2 separate regions of the Pan troglodytes genome follow, and region 1 is linked to region 2. A link is a contact called in public HiChIP or PLAC-seq data. All regions are on one chromosome and are shown on one strand. The core of a region is the stretch at or near the end of the contact, and the rest is flanking DNA. Distances in the headings are between cores, read along the strand shown. Region 1 holds the start of UBALD2 (UBA like domain containing 2). Region 2 holds the start of TRIM65 (tripartite motif containing 65).

Region 1 (6,810 bases), core at 3,142-5,641, 370 kb before region 2:
CAGAGGGCAAGTTGAGAAGACGGACCTCCCCAGCTCCCAAGTTTGCAGGACCAAGCTCTTAACATCTACTGGGCCACGCTGCACAGACAGAGTCAAGAGCCCCTTTATATCCGGGCCCCTTGAGGACACAAACCAGGGATTTCAATGTCCTGTGTCTGTAGCCTCAGGCCGCACACACAGCTGGCCTGCCCTTGGCTGCAGGCTGGCAGTTTCTCTGTCTGTCCAGCCCCTCAGTCCTCTTCCTGGGGGTATACAGTCCCCCATCTGCTGTCTTCTGTCACTACCCTGGGGGCAGGGGCTGGAGTGCCATCCAGGAGCACCTCGTCAGCAGCATGGGCAAGAGGCAACACAGAGAACAAGACCACACAAAACTGGCTGGGACCTCAAAGCTGCTTTCTCCCTTTCCCAGGAAGCCACAGGAGTCCTTCTTTGAATTTCTCCTAATTTTAGCAACACTGGCCCCTCCCCCAGGCACAGGAGTTGGGGGAACAAGACTTGAGGGCTCTTCACCTTGAAAGAGGGAGCTTTGGCAGGGCGCAGTGGCTCACGTCTGTAATCCCAGCACTTTGGGAGGCCGAGGCAGGCGGATCACCTGAGGTTAGGAGTTCGAGACCAGCCTGACCAACATGGTGAAACCCTGTCTCTATTAAAAAATACAAAAATTAGCTGGGTGTGGTGATGGGCGTCTGTAATCCCAGCTACTTGGGAGGTTGAGGCAGGAGAATCACTTGAACCCGGGAGGTGGAGGTTGTAGTGAGCTGAGATCGTGTCACTGCACTCCAGCCTGGGTGGCAGAGCAAAACTCCGTCTCAAAAAAAAAAAAAAACCAGAGGGAGCTTTCACAGCTAGAAACCGGAGGTTGTGTAGGGGGTGTGTAACATACATGGAAGGGGGACACTAGCACACCCTGTCCATTGAGCCCCACACCATGTCAGCACCCAGGGCACCAAGGGAGCTCTGACCCTTGCCTTTCTAGGGGTCCTCAGGGGGAGGCCAAAGGACTCAATGCAGAGGCCTGGCCCCACCCAGACCTTTCCCCTCCTCCCTCCACTACTCCCTGCCCCCCCCCCCTCCACCGCCACCCTCTGGGGATGACTTCTCGGCAGCAGGAAACAATGAATGAAGGGTGGGGGTGGAGGCCAATTGCATCACAGCATCGTGACCGACTTCCCCAGTTCCCCGCCAGCCAGCGAGGCCTGTCTCCTCAAACAGCCGCCAGAGAACAGCAGGGATGATGGCTGGCAGGCCTGTGGTGGCCTGCCTGTGTGAGCTTGGGCAAGTTCCTGAACCTCTCTGGAGCTTCTCTCTGCTTTTGTAAAATGAGGGTTTTGAACCAGATATGCCCCCTCGGCCAGTTCTCAAGAAAACCCATTGTCCCCTGTACCCTTGTCCTCCCACTTCAAGTCTGTAGTGCCTTTCTCCACTTCCAACTGGGAAGCCCTCCTTATCAACTGGGAAGCTTCCAACTATGGGAATCTACAGTAATGTACAGGACAACCATTTATCAGTTACTCATGACTTCTGGTTTTGCCATTTTGCCGTTACTGGTCTCTAGTGTTTCGTTTTTTGATCTTTTTCCTTTGACTTACTTTGTCTAAAATAAATTGCCAGGCCGGGTGCAGTGGCTCACGCCTGTAATCCCTGAACTTTGGGAGGCCGAGGCAGGCGGACCACCTGAGGTTGGGAGCTCGAGACCAGCCTGATCAACATGGAGAAACCCCGTCTCTACTAAAAATACAAAATTAGCCAGGTGTGGGATTACAGGTGGCACGTGCCTGTAATCCCATGAGGCAGGAGAATCGTTTGAACCCAGGAGGTGAAGGTTGCAGTGAGCCAAGATCACACCATTGCACTCCGCCTAGGCAATAAGAGTGAAACTCTGTCTCAAAAAAAAAAAAAGAGAAAAGAAATTGCCAGCTGGGTGCAGTGGCTCACACCTATAATCCCAGCACTTCGGGAGGCTGAGGCGGGAGGATAGCTTGAGGCCAGGAGTTCAAGACCAGCCTGGGCCACACAGAGACTCCCCCTGCCCTGGCCTTTCTCAAAAATAAAATTAGAAAAAAAAAAGAAACCACGAACTTTTTGAGAGCAGGGATGGTGTCCTCCACTGTGCTGCTAAGGCACTCAGACTTGGGCACTGATGTGTGTTGCTTGGGCACTGATGTGTGCTGCTAAGGCACTCAGACTTGGGCACTGATGTGTGTGACACTGGTTATGTGTGTTACAAAACCTGCTGCCTTCCTTGAGGGAAGCTTCAAAAGAGACTTAGCATCTCCTTGGGATTTGCAGAGGAGGGGCAATAGGAACTAAACAGGATGCCAGACCAGCTCTTCCTGGGGAGCCTCCCTGTTCTCAGCCCCTCAGAATGGCTGTAGTATCTGGAAGTTCTGAGCTTTTTGGGATGGCCACAGCTGGTGGGAGGAAATCTCAAGGATCCTCTGACAGGAGATGGCAGGAAGCTTCGAGACTCAAGCATAGGCAGGCACTGGCCATTTCTCCTGGTCAAGTGCAGGGGACGGTGTCTCCTGGAGATGAAACCCTCTTGGGTTTCTAAGAGCCCTGTGGCCAGCACCATGCTCCCATCATACTCAAATGCCATTTTGGCTTGATTTATATACAGCATCAGCCATTCTGAGAAAAACTAGCTAAAAAGGTCAAGACAGACCCCTCTACTTGTCCTCTGTGACTAGATGAAAACAGAGAGCCAAAGGCAAGGGCTCCAAGTGTTAAAAATCCCAAAAATGCACCTAGAGTCCACAACAGCTCTCCTGGGGAACAATGTTTTAAGATCCCTATCGCTGAGCCCTGCCCCTCCTCCCCCAGCAGGGCTAATAGGTAACTAGGGGGGTAGGGTACAGCAGGGATGTCCTGGGCCTCAAGAAAGCAGAGTACCCCATGGCCAGGAGGGCAAAAGCTTGGGCCTGGGCCAGAATGAAAAAGAAAGCAAATCCAGACCCCGGACCACTTCTCTGTGTGCTGGCTGGTGGAGCTCAACACAGAGATTAAAGACACATTCCTGGCCTTATCTTGGGTCAAAATCTGTGTGTCCTCCTGGCTTGGGGGATGTATGTCCTTCCAACTTCCCAGTCCCCTTGGGCTTCGGAAGGTTGAACAGATCTTGGTGGGTAGAGCCCGGCTTCCTGAGCCAGGGTGGATTCATGCCTTTCCTGTTCTCTGTAGCGCTGGGTGTGTGTGTGTGTGTGGAGGGGGAGGGGGGAACCACTCAACAGCACGAGGGGGTCCCCATAAACACAAGCACCCCCAGCGCCCTCCCTGGGCCCTTCGCGCGGGCTTCCCAGTGCCTCAGACGTCCGGGCATCACCCGAGCCCCCTCCCCATCCCCTGGCTCTGGGGTCCCCCAGCTCCTGAGCCCCTCGCCAGGCCCCCGGCCCTCTCCCCCTCCCCCCAACTTTGGCGCCGCTTCCCCTCAGGGACCAGTGCCGGGCACCAGTCCCGAGGCCAAGCAGCAGCAGCCCGGGAGGCGGGCCTCAAAGTTGGAGGCGCCAGCGCCGGCCCGGGAGCCGCTCTTTCCTGGAAGACATTTTGGCTCTTTGTTTACATTCGCGGCGCGGCGCTCCCCGGCAACATGGCTGTCACCGCCGCGCTGACAGCGGCCCCGGCCCGCGCCCCTGCCCGCCGCCGCTTACCATCTGGTGGTGGTGGTGGCTGTTGGGAATGTTGGTTTCTTGGAAGAACGTGCTCAGCGCGGTCTGCGGACAAACAGGGCAGTGACACGGCGGGCCAGGCGGAGTCAGGAAACGCAGCGGCCGGGCCCCCCACCGGCTCTCCCCGCCTCCGCGCCCGGCCCGCGGCCCCCGACCCTCGGCTGCCCCACGTGCAGGGGGGAGCCGGTCCCGGCCCCGGTCCCGCGTAAGACCCGCTCGCGGGCGCCGATCGCCTTCTGGGCCGACAACAGGAGCGCTCCCCGCCCCCGCCGCCGCCCGGCGTCCCAGACCCCCGCGACCCGGCCCCGCGGCGGCCAGGCTCGCACCTCGAACTGCCAGTGGGCCGCCTGCAGCAGCTGCTTCGCCTGGTCGGCCGCGCAGCCCGCGGCCAGCACGAACTGGTTGATCATGACTTGGTGCCGCAGCTCGTCCATGTTCACCGACATGGCGCGGCGCGGTGCCCGGCGTCTCCGGCCGGACGCAGACGCGGGGCTGCGCGGGCGCGGGAGGCCGGCCGCCCGGGGCTCCGGGGCTCGCGCTCACCGCTGCTGCCGCCGCTCCGCCGCCGCCCGCCCGGCGAATGTTGTGGTTCGACTCCCGCGGCCCGGCCGACACCACAAACAACAGCGCGGGGCGGGGCTGGGCCGGCCCAACGTTCGGGGACCGCCGCTGATTGGCCGGGGCGCCGCTCCGCCAGCGCCCGGCTCCCGTAAGGACGTTCGATTCGAATCCTGCGGCCTGTGGGGCCCTCACTGCTTCTCTTTTCGCCCGGCCGCGCCCATTGGCGGAGCTCGGCGCCGTGGGGCTCCCCAGCATTGGCCGGCCGCTGTGTTTTGGCTCATCCGGCCTCGTGGTTGGTCACGGCCGGGCGTTCGGGGCGGGGCCGCGCACTCTGATTGGCCTCCGGTGGTCCTGTTTGAACTCAACTTGAAAACCCGGAGTGCCTGCTGATTGGCCGAGGGCCCTCTGTTTGCTGTTGTAGGCTTGGGGGTGGTGCGGCCAAGTTCATTCATTACTTCATTGAAACAGAACATGCTCAGCTGGAAAAGCAAGACAGAGTGGCTTTGACTCATTTCCTCTGAAAGATGTGGTCATCTCGAGAAACAGAATGATCAAAATAGAAAACAGAGCCTTTGCAGCTGCTCAAGTCTCAAAAGCATGTAATTTTTAAAAATAACTTTCAAGCAGTCCAATTAAAAAAAATCTTGTATTGAAATATAACGTACATTAGGAAAGTGCGATGTCGCAGGTACAGCTCCCAGACTTTTCACCAAGTGAACACCCAGATCAATTAACAGAACGTTACTTGCACCCTAGGAACCCGCGTCCTGCCCTCTTCTAATCACTACCCACCGCAAGGATCGAGCAGTATTTTCTCAGTTTTTAGACCAAAGACTTTGCTCTCTGAAGATGGAAGCCAAGACTTACGTACAATAAATACGATATGCAAGGAAATATGCAAGGAAAAAAGTGAGACTTTCTCAGTAGCCAAAATGCCAAGTCAAGAATTTTTTCTTGTTAAATCGGTTGACCTAACTGAAGCTTTAATTTTCTTTTTTTTTTCTCTTGCTTGTCACGAAAGCTAAGATGAAGCTTTAATTTCTACCATCTTTTAAAAAAACAACGGGTGGCAGTAGGGGTGGAGTCTGGGGTTGGGATGGCTTACACCTATAATCCCAGCACTTTGGGAGGCCGAGACAGGAGGATAATTGAGGCCAGGAGTTCAACACCAGCTTGGGCAACATAGCACAGACTCCATCTCTACCAAATAAAAACAAACAATAACAAACAGTGAGTGTTTCTACAGAGATACTGTTTCTCAGTGGTAGCCCTTTAAAGTCCAAAATTTGGTGGTGGTGGTTGTTAGATAGGGCTAGAGTGACATGATCATGGCTCACTGTAACTTCGAGCAATCCTCTTGCCTCAGCCTCTCGAGTAGCTGGGACTACAGGCACACACCACCATGCCTGACTAATTTTTGAATTTTTAGTAGAGATGAGATATCACTATTGTTGCCCAGGCTGGTCTTGAACTCCTGGACTAAAGTGATCCTCCTGCCTCAGCCTCCCAAAGCACAGGGATTACGGGTGTGAGCCACCATGCCTGGCCCCAGATTTGTTTGTATGTGCTGAGCTTCCATCTTCTGGATTAGGGTTTGATCTTCAGGGCTGTGTTTGAGAATTGTTGGGGTAGGAAAAGAACTAGGAGTTTAAGCAGATTGGGGAAGGGGCAGAAGAGATTGGGAAGATAAATATTGTTAGGGATTCACTGTTAGAATTTCTGTTTCCGGAGAACTTTGTGAGTTTTTATCTGAACTACTAATTACAAAGTGTATTTTAACCAGTTAAAGGTCTGCAGAACAGAAGGAGGCTTATAATAAGAAAGCACGTCGTGGTTCTATCTTGACTTTGCCTAAATTGGATTTAACTCCCTATCTAAGAAAACTTGACAGTATGTATTTTTAAAGTTTACAAACAAGAAGAAGATTACAATTAAGGTTAATGTTTCTGTACTGATGAAAAACAAATTCAGGTACTATCATGAGCTCATTCCATTTGGTTCGTTTTTTGTTTATTTGTTTGTTTTGAAGGAGTAGGAGTCAGCTTTTTCCTGGGAATGGCCCTGAAGTACACGTGGGCTGGGACCTGGCGTGTGGCTGGAGACTCCAGTACAGCTTGCAGCCTTCCCGTCCAGTAATTGCAAGTTGAAAACAAAAGTGAGCAGCCAGCAGCATACATTGCCAGGGAGCTCAGGCCGCAAGCAGCCCAGAAGAAGGAAGTACTGTCACTGTGGGGCTCCAGGTTTTCACAAGTACATGCGGGTGTCAAACATGCCAGGGCCGTGAGTAGGAGGGTCTACCCTGGGGAGAGACATTTCTGGCTGTAGTGGAATGTCCCCTATGAGCCTGTAGGTCTTAATTCAGAAGTAAGTTCCCAAGGAAAGCAAGAGTCCAAAGTTGCCAAACCTGTTATTTCCTGGAAATCAAGGCAGTTTATCCAGTTTATGTAATGTTTAACAATTGCAGGGCCCAGCTGTGGGCACCTGGGCAGGGCATGGAGGGCAAGGCCCCCAAGCCAGAGAGACTCAGGTTCTAGTTATCTTCTGTGGGCCTAAGGTCACTCAGGAAGAAGGAAGGAGAGCAACA
Region 2 (6,469 bases), core at 2,383-4,882:
ATGGCTAATTGCAGCCGCTAACTCCTGGGCTCAGGTGCTCCTCCCACCTCAGTCTCCTGAGTAGCTGGGACTACAGGTGCAAACCACTACACCCAGCTAATTTTTGTATTTTTTTATAGAGACAGGGTTTCACCATGTTGCCCAGGCTGGTCTCCTGAGCTCAAGCGATCTGCCTGCCTCCGCCTCCCAAAGTGCTAGGATTACAAGCGTGAGCCACCATGCCTGGGCCCTTCATCTCTCTAAACTCATTTCACCTGTAAAACTGGGCTAATGGCACCACATGCCTTATTCAACGTGAGGTGGACTGTGACAGTCACGTGGGAGAAGGAGCGGGAGAGGTCTGGCAGCTGTGGCGTCTCCCAGGTGCTCCTTGAACCGCTGGGCGCTCCTTCCCTGGGCCCAGACTGGGCTGCCTTCTATCTTGGTAGCTTCTGGCTCTGAACACCAGGCCAGGGGGCAGAGGTCAGGCCAGTGACCCCAACTTTGAGCCTTCTGGTTAACTGGGGACAGTGACTGGGAGGCTGGTTTCTGTCATTTTTATTCAACTGTAGTTACCAGCCTGTGCGGCAGGACCCTCCGGGGAGTTGTGCCTGAGGTGTTGGCCGCCCCTGTGCCAGGCTGGGCACACACTCCCTGACGAGGTCCTGGAGACTTCAGGACGCAGAGGGAAAAGCAGCCAAAAGTGGCCTGGCTTTCTAACCTCAGTGACTGTGGCAGACCCCCGGCTCCCGGGGCCTGGAAGCGGCTGCATGGCCTTGCTGTCAAGCTGACGCTCTCTGGAGCCCTGTCCCCCACTCGGAGCTCCTCCAGCCCGCTTCCCATATTTGCAGCATGTCCCGGTGTTCACAGAGCTTGGCTGCCTCCTCTGTCCCAGGAGACGCTTAGAGCTGTCCTCCCAGGGAGTCATGTCGGCCTCTAGGGTGTGCATGGAGCTGATGGGACACTCCTGCTGCCTCCCTGGAGTGGTAATTAATGGGGACTTTCCTCCTCCCAGAACCAACATCCCGGGTAACCGGGTGGCTGAAGGACAGGTGACGTGTCCCTACCTCCCCCCCTTCCCTGCCCGAGGCTCCGGCATCCACCGTCTTGCCTTCCTGCTCTTCAAGCAGGACCAGCTGATTGACTTCTCCGAGGACGCACGCCCCTCACCCTGGTAATCTACACCACCCACACATAACCCGGCCTCAGGCCACCTCCCCTGGAACGGTCACTCTTGCTCAGTTCTCTCTTGACCTTGGCCTTGAGACTGGCAGAAGAGCAGGATAGGGTGCTAGCAGACTCCCAGGGGCCTCTCAGGGTTACCTGTTGGGGTGGCGGGGTGAGGGGCTCTGCTGCCCCACTCTCATACGCTCTCTATCTTCTCATAGCTATCAGCTGGCCCAGCGGACCTTCCGCACTTTTGATTTCTACAAGAAACACCAAGAAGCCATGACTCCAGCCGGCTTGTCCTTCTTCCAGTGCCGCTGGGATGACTCCGTCACCTACATCTTCCACCAGCTTCTAGGTAAGGGCCATGGGGCTGGGGCACTGGGTGGGCCTGAGCTCCCAGGCCTCGCCTGCCCTGCCAGGGAGAAGCTTTGTTAGGGGAAGGCTGCGGCAGGTCCCTGGTGGGCAGGCCTCAGCCTGAGGGGGCGCAGGCCAGCAGACCACCCCTGTGCCCCTCACTCTTCTTGCAGACATGCGGGAGCCGGTGTTTGAGTTCGTGCGGCCGCCCCCTTACCACCCCAAGCAGAAGCGCTTCCCCCACCGGCAGCCCCTGCGCTACCTGGACCGGTACAGGGACAGTCATGAGCCCACCTATGGCATCTACTGAGGAGCCAGAGTGTGCGCACTTCAGAGCATGGGATTGATCGGCAGCAAGAGTGAAGACACAGCTCCAGAGGCCCACACCGTGGGGTCTGGGCCCTGCCTTAGGCAGCCCCCCTCTTTGGCCCCCTCCCATCAGGCCCAGGGCTTGGAGTGAAAGTGACTCTCAGGTGGTGGGGTGGGGAATGTGAATAAAGATGATTTCTTGCCGGGCTTGGTGGCTCACACCTGTAATCCCAACACTGGGAGGCTGAGAAGGGAAGATCGCTTGAGCCCAGGAGTTCAAGACCAGCTGGCAGTATAATGAGACCCTACCTGTATTTTTTTAAAAAAGGGATTTCTGCCATAGCTGGCCTGGGTCGGTGCTCCAGGGCCAGAGGACCCCGATGGAGCTTCATGGGTGGGAAACGGGCTGCCTCCCACCCCACTAAGTGCGTCCTCACCTCCGTCTTGTGAGGGTGTCAGGGGCCCTGGGATCCGAAGCAAAAGCAGGCAGTGGGCCAAAAACAGGTGTGGCCCAGGGAAGGGAGACATCCCAATCCAGCAGGTTCCTGAAACCCAGCTCCCCGAAAAAGTGGAGCAGAGCAGCTGGGCTCAGGAAGGAGCATTTATTGAGCACTGGCTCTGTGCCCCAGGGGGGTCCCACCGGCCCCTGGAGAGAGAGTGCCTGCCGGAGCACTGACCCTCTGCACAGGCTCCAGCCCCCACCCCATGCTTGGGAGGAGAAGCCACATTAGGTAGGCAATAGCGTGTCTCAAGAGACCTGCTCAGGGTCAGAAAACCCATGGAGTCTTGCGGCTGGACGGTTAGGTGTTTTGTTTCTCCCTTACCAAAAGCAGAAGTCTGGCTAACTAGTAGGTGGAGGGTAGATCCGTGCACTTTGTCCAGAAAGAAACTTCGCCTATGGCCGCACAGAGGACGCAGTGCTTGCTGCAGCAGTGAGAGCTCGTGCCGCCTCAACATCAGCCCAGCTTGGTTAGAAAGGCCGTACTCTCCTGGGGTTCCCCCTGGCCTGATACACACTGCCGGGGAGGTGGGCGCTAGGCCCCAGACCCGCCTTGCCTGCTCAGCTTCAGGGGAAATGCTGGAGTGCCTCTAAATACTGAGGCTGCAGATCAGCTTGGACCCCAGGCAAGGAACTCTCCCCAGCAGAGGGCAGCAGGAAGAGGGGATGCTGATTGCAGATGAAAGCTGGTTTGTGTATTCATTCAAGGGCCATTTGAAAAATACCAGTTAACTGGTCCCTGTCTCTTGGTGACCAGACATTTCCATCTCGCTGTTTACTTTAAAAGAACCAAAATTACGTGTAGCCCAGAGAAGGGAGACACCCCAGTCTGGCAAGTGTCCGAAACCCAGCTCCAGGAAAAAGTGCAGCAGTGCTCGGGTCTGCAGGGAGCCCGCCCGCCCGTTTCATCGCCAAGCCCCGGGGGATTGTTGGGGGTGGGGGTCTATGCTGTTAGGCGATTGACAGATGAGTCCAGAAGAGGTTCCGCGCGGCCCGTGGTCAGAAGCCCGGAGTCCTGGCGGGGTTTTCGAGCCTCTGGTCTCCAGGACCTGGGCTGAAGGCCCAGGGGGGTGGGATGGACCGGCCAGGCTGGGACCCTAGAGAGCCGAACTCAGCTCTCAGCCGGGGTGGCGTGGACCCTAGACGGAGGGAGGGGCGCAAGGCGGGAACGCGGAACCTTCGAGCGGGCCAGGCCGAGGTGGGCAGGGGTGGCCTAGGCCCCTGCGGCGGTCGCTCGTCGAGGGTGTCAGAGAAGGGCCTGCCGCCCCCCTCCGCCTTCCCGGGCGCGGATCTCGCCCCGCCCCGCCCGCATCTCGCCCCGCCCCGCGTTAGCCACGCCCAGGCGCCCTCAGCGCGCGAGGCCCGCGGTCCCTTTAAGACGCCCGGGGCCCGCCTGGCTCCCGCCGCCGCTGGGCCATGGCCGCGCAGCTACTGGAGGAGAAGCTGACCTGCGCCATCTGCCTGGGGCTCTACCAGGACCCAGTGACGCTGCCCTGCGGCCACAACTTCTGCGGGGCCTGCATCCGGGACTGGTGGGACCGCTGCGGAAAGGCGTGCCCCGAGTGCCGGGAGCCCTTTCCCGACGGCGCCGAGCTGCGCCGCAACGTGGCCCTCAGCGGCGTGCTGGAGGTGGTGCGCGCCGGGCCCGCCCGGGATCCCGGCCCCGATCCCGACCCCGGCCCCGACCCTGCCGCGCGCTGCCCCCGCCACGGGCAGCCGCTGGAGCTCTTCTGCCGGACCGAGGGCCGCTGTGTGTGCAGCGTGTGCACCGTGCGCGAGTGTCGCCTCCACGAGCGGGCGCTGCTGGATGCCGAGCGCCTCCAGCGCGAGGTGACGCATCCGCCGGGAGCGGGAGGGGGCCGGACCCGCCGCAGCCTGGCCACCGCCGGGTGACTCCTGCGGGCCGCGCCCTGCTCTCTCAGGCACCCGGCGGGGGCGGGGAGCCTCATCTGTAAGGGGCTTCGCCCAACCTGGGAGCTGATTATAAAAGTCTTGGGTCTGCCAGGCGCAGTGGCTCACGCCTGTAATCCCAGCACTTTGGGAGGCCGAGGCGGGCGGATCACGAGGTCAGGGGATCGAGACCATCCTGGCTAACACGGTGAAACCCTGTCTCTACTAAAAATACAAAAAATTAGCCGGGCGTGGTGGCGGGCGCCTGTAGTCCCATCTACTGGGGAGGCTGAGGCAGGAGAATGGCGTGAACCCGGGAGGCGGAGCTTGCAGTGAGCCGAGATCGTGCCACTGCACTCCAGTCTGGGCGACAGAGCGAGACTCCGTCTCAGAAAATAAACAAACAAAAAATCGTGGGTCTGTGCATCAGACTGGGATATGCAGCCCGGCCAGTGACACAGGGTGGGTCTCAGAAGCTGCTCGGTGCCTTCTGGATGAACAAAGCCTGGGCGTGAGGCAGCAGCTCCCTGCTCCGTGCCCAAGCGCTAGAGAACCGTCGGGTGTCTCCTGCGCTCCGAGAGCCTCCTTTCATTCGCTGTGCGGGGTTGTGGGGGGCGAGGGGGCTATGGGGGCTGTTGGTAAATGGATCAGACGAGCTCCCTGCCCTTAAGAGACTTAGAATCCACTTAAGAAGTCAGTGTTCCAGTAAGGCGTGAATGTATTATTACAAAATGCAGTGAGGAAAGCACATGGCACGTGATAGAGGGGTTGGGGTGACCCTGCTAAACGGGCCAGGAGCAGGAAGGGGAGGCCGCCTTCAGGCTGGCATGTGAGGACTGAGGAAGCGCAAGCCAGGAGAAAGACCTGGGGAAGAGCATTCTAGGCAGAGGAATCAGCCTGGTCCCGTCTCTGGGATGGGAAAGAACTGGGCACGCGGGGTCCCTAGTGGCAGATTTGTGCCACTGAGATCTGTGGGCCAGGCCCTGGAGGTCAGCAGGGGCAGGATCGGGCAGGGTCCTGGGGGAGTCTGGCTCTTACTCTAGGGTCATGGGGGCCATTATAGGCTTGGAAGCAGGTTGGCACATGATCAGATTTGGGCTTCATGGAGACTGATCACCTGGCTGGGGGCTGAAGGGGGCAGGATGTAAGACCCGAATCGGGTAGGAGCCCAGGGCAGGAGTGCAGGGAGGCAAAGAACCAGCTGGGGATCAGGGAAGGGAGACCAAGATGGAGGAGGAGATGAGAAACGCTGAGGGGAAGTGGTACCTTGTGGAGGCGAAAGCAGGCCAGAGGGGACACGGGGGACAGCAGAGAGGGCGGCAAGGGAGACACCTGGGTTTCTGTCTTGAGCACGCGGGTGGCTGGGGTGCTATGTCCTGAGAGGCGTAGGTGGAGGGCAGAGTTTGGCCTTGGACATATAGAGGTCACAGTGGCCAGTGGGACAAACCAGGGGACGGGCCTGTGGCACCTGGGACCCTGGCCCCAGCCCTGGCCCCGGCCCTGCCGCGCGCTGACCCCGCCCCGGGCAGCTGCTGGAGCTCTTCTGCCAGACCAAGGGCTGTTGTGTTTGCAGCTTGTGCACCATGAGTGAGGGTCACCTCCTCAAGTGGGTGCTGCCGCCAGGAGCAGGAGGGGCCCGGACCCCCCGCAGCCTGGCCACCACCGGGTGCAGTGGCTCACGCCTGTAATCCCAGCACTTTGGGAGGCGGAGGCCGGCGGATCACGAGGTCAGGAGATTGAGACCATCCTGGCTAACATGGTGAAACCCTGTCTCTACTAAAAATACAAAAAATTAGCCGGGCCTGGTGGCGGGCGCCTGTAGTTCCAGCTCCTCTGGTGGCTGAGGCTGGAGAATGGCGTGAACCCGGGAGGCGGAGCTTGCTGTGAGCTCCAAAGCTCAGGAGCGGGGAGCTGGAAGTCGAGAGCTGGGAGTCATTAGCGCTAGGAGGAAGAGAAGGTTCCAAGCTGGAGCTCCCAGGGAGATGGGGAAGGTCGGGGGAACGGCAGCCCTGTGTGGCACCTGGAGACAGGGGTGCCAGGAAGAGAACGGGCAGGGTGCCCATGCTGATCAGAGGCTCAGTACGAGGACAGAAATGACCTTCAGCACCGGTACTGTGGAGGTGGTCCGTGCCCTTGACAAAACCCGTTTCAGCAGCAAAGACAGGACGTGGAATCATTCGGGGACAGAGGAGGCCTGGGGCTAAGGCGTGGATGGAGGATGGCACAGGGACGCTGGATGGGACAGGAAGGGAAGGGGTGGCCAGGAGG

What was found. HiChIP or PLAC-seq counts read pairs in DNA pulled down with a chosen protein or histone mark.
Region 1: a contact with region 2 is called in an H3K4me3 HiChIP or PLAC-seq map of stem cell-derived excitatory neurons, with 2.5 times the contacts expected there. The contact joins the promoter of UBALD2 here to the promoter of TRIM65 in region 2. A contact is called at or near these places in 2 of 7 Hi-C or Micro-C datasets (induced pluripotent stem cells and stem cell-derived neural progenitor cells) and 1 of 1 datasets of contacts at active chromatin or transcription factors (stem cell-derived excitatory neurons).

The regions. Positions count from the first base shown.
Region 1 is chr19:89,262,251-89,269,060 of NHGRI_mPanTro3-v2.0_pri, reverse strand. It overlaps UBALD2 (UBA like domain containing 2), which reads right to left and starts at 4,391. Exons shown (of 3, transcript XM_001151089.8): 1 at 3,992-4,391; 2 at 3,648-3,710. The coding sequence starts at 4,111.
Region 2 is chr19:88,894,789-88,901,257 of NHGRI_mPanTro3-v2.0_pri, reverse strand. It overlaps TRIM65 (tripartite motif containing 65), which reads left to right and starts at 3,632. Exons shown (of 6, transcript XM_016930911.3): 1 at 3,632-4,141. The coding sequence starts at 3,728. It overlaps MRPL38 (mitochondrial ribosomal protein L38), which reads left to right. Exons shown (of 9, transcript NM_001280504.1): 7 at 995-1,153; 8 at 1,368-1,504; 9 at 1,677-2,019. The coding sequence ends at 1,813.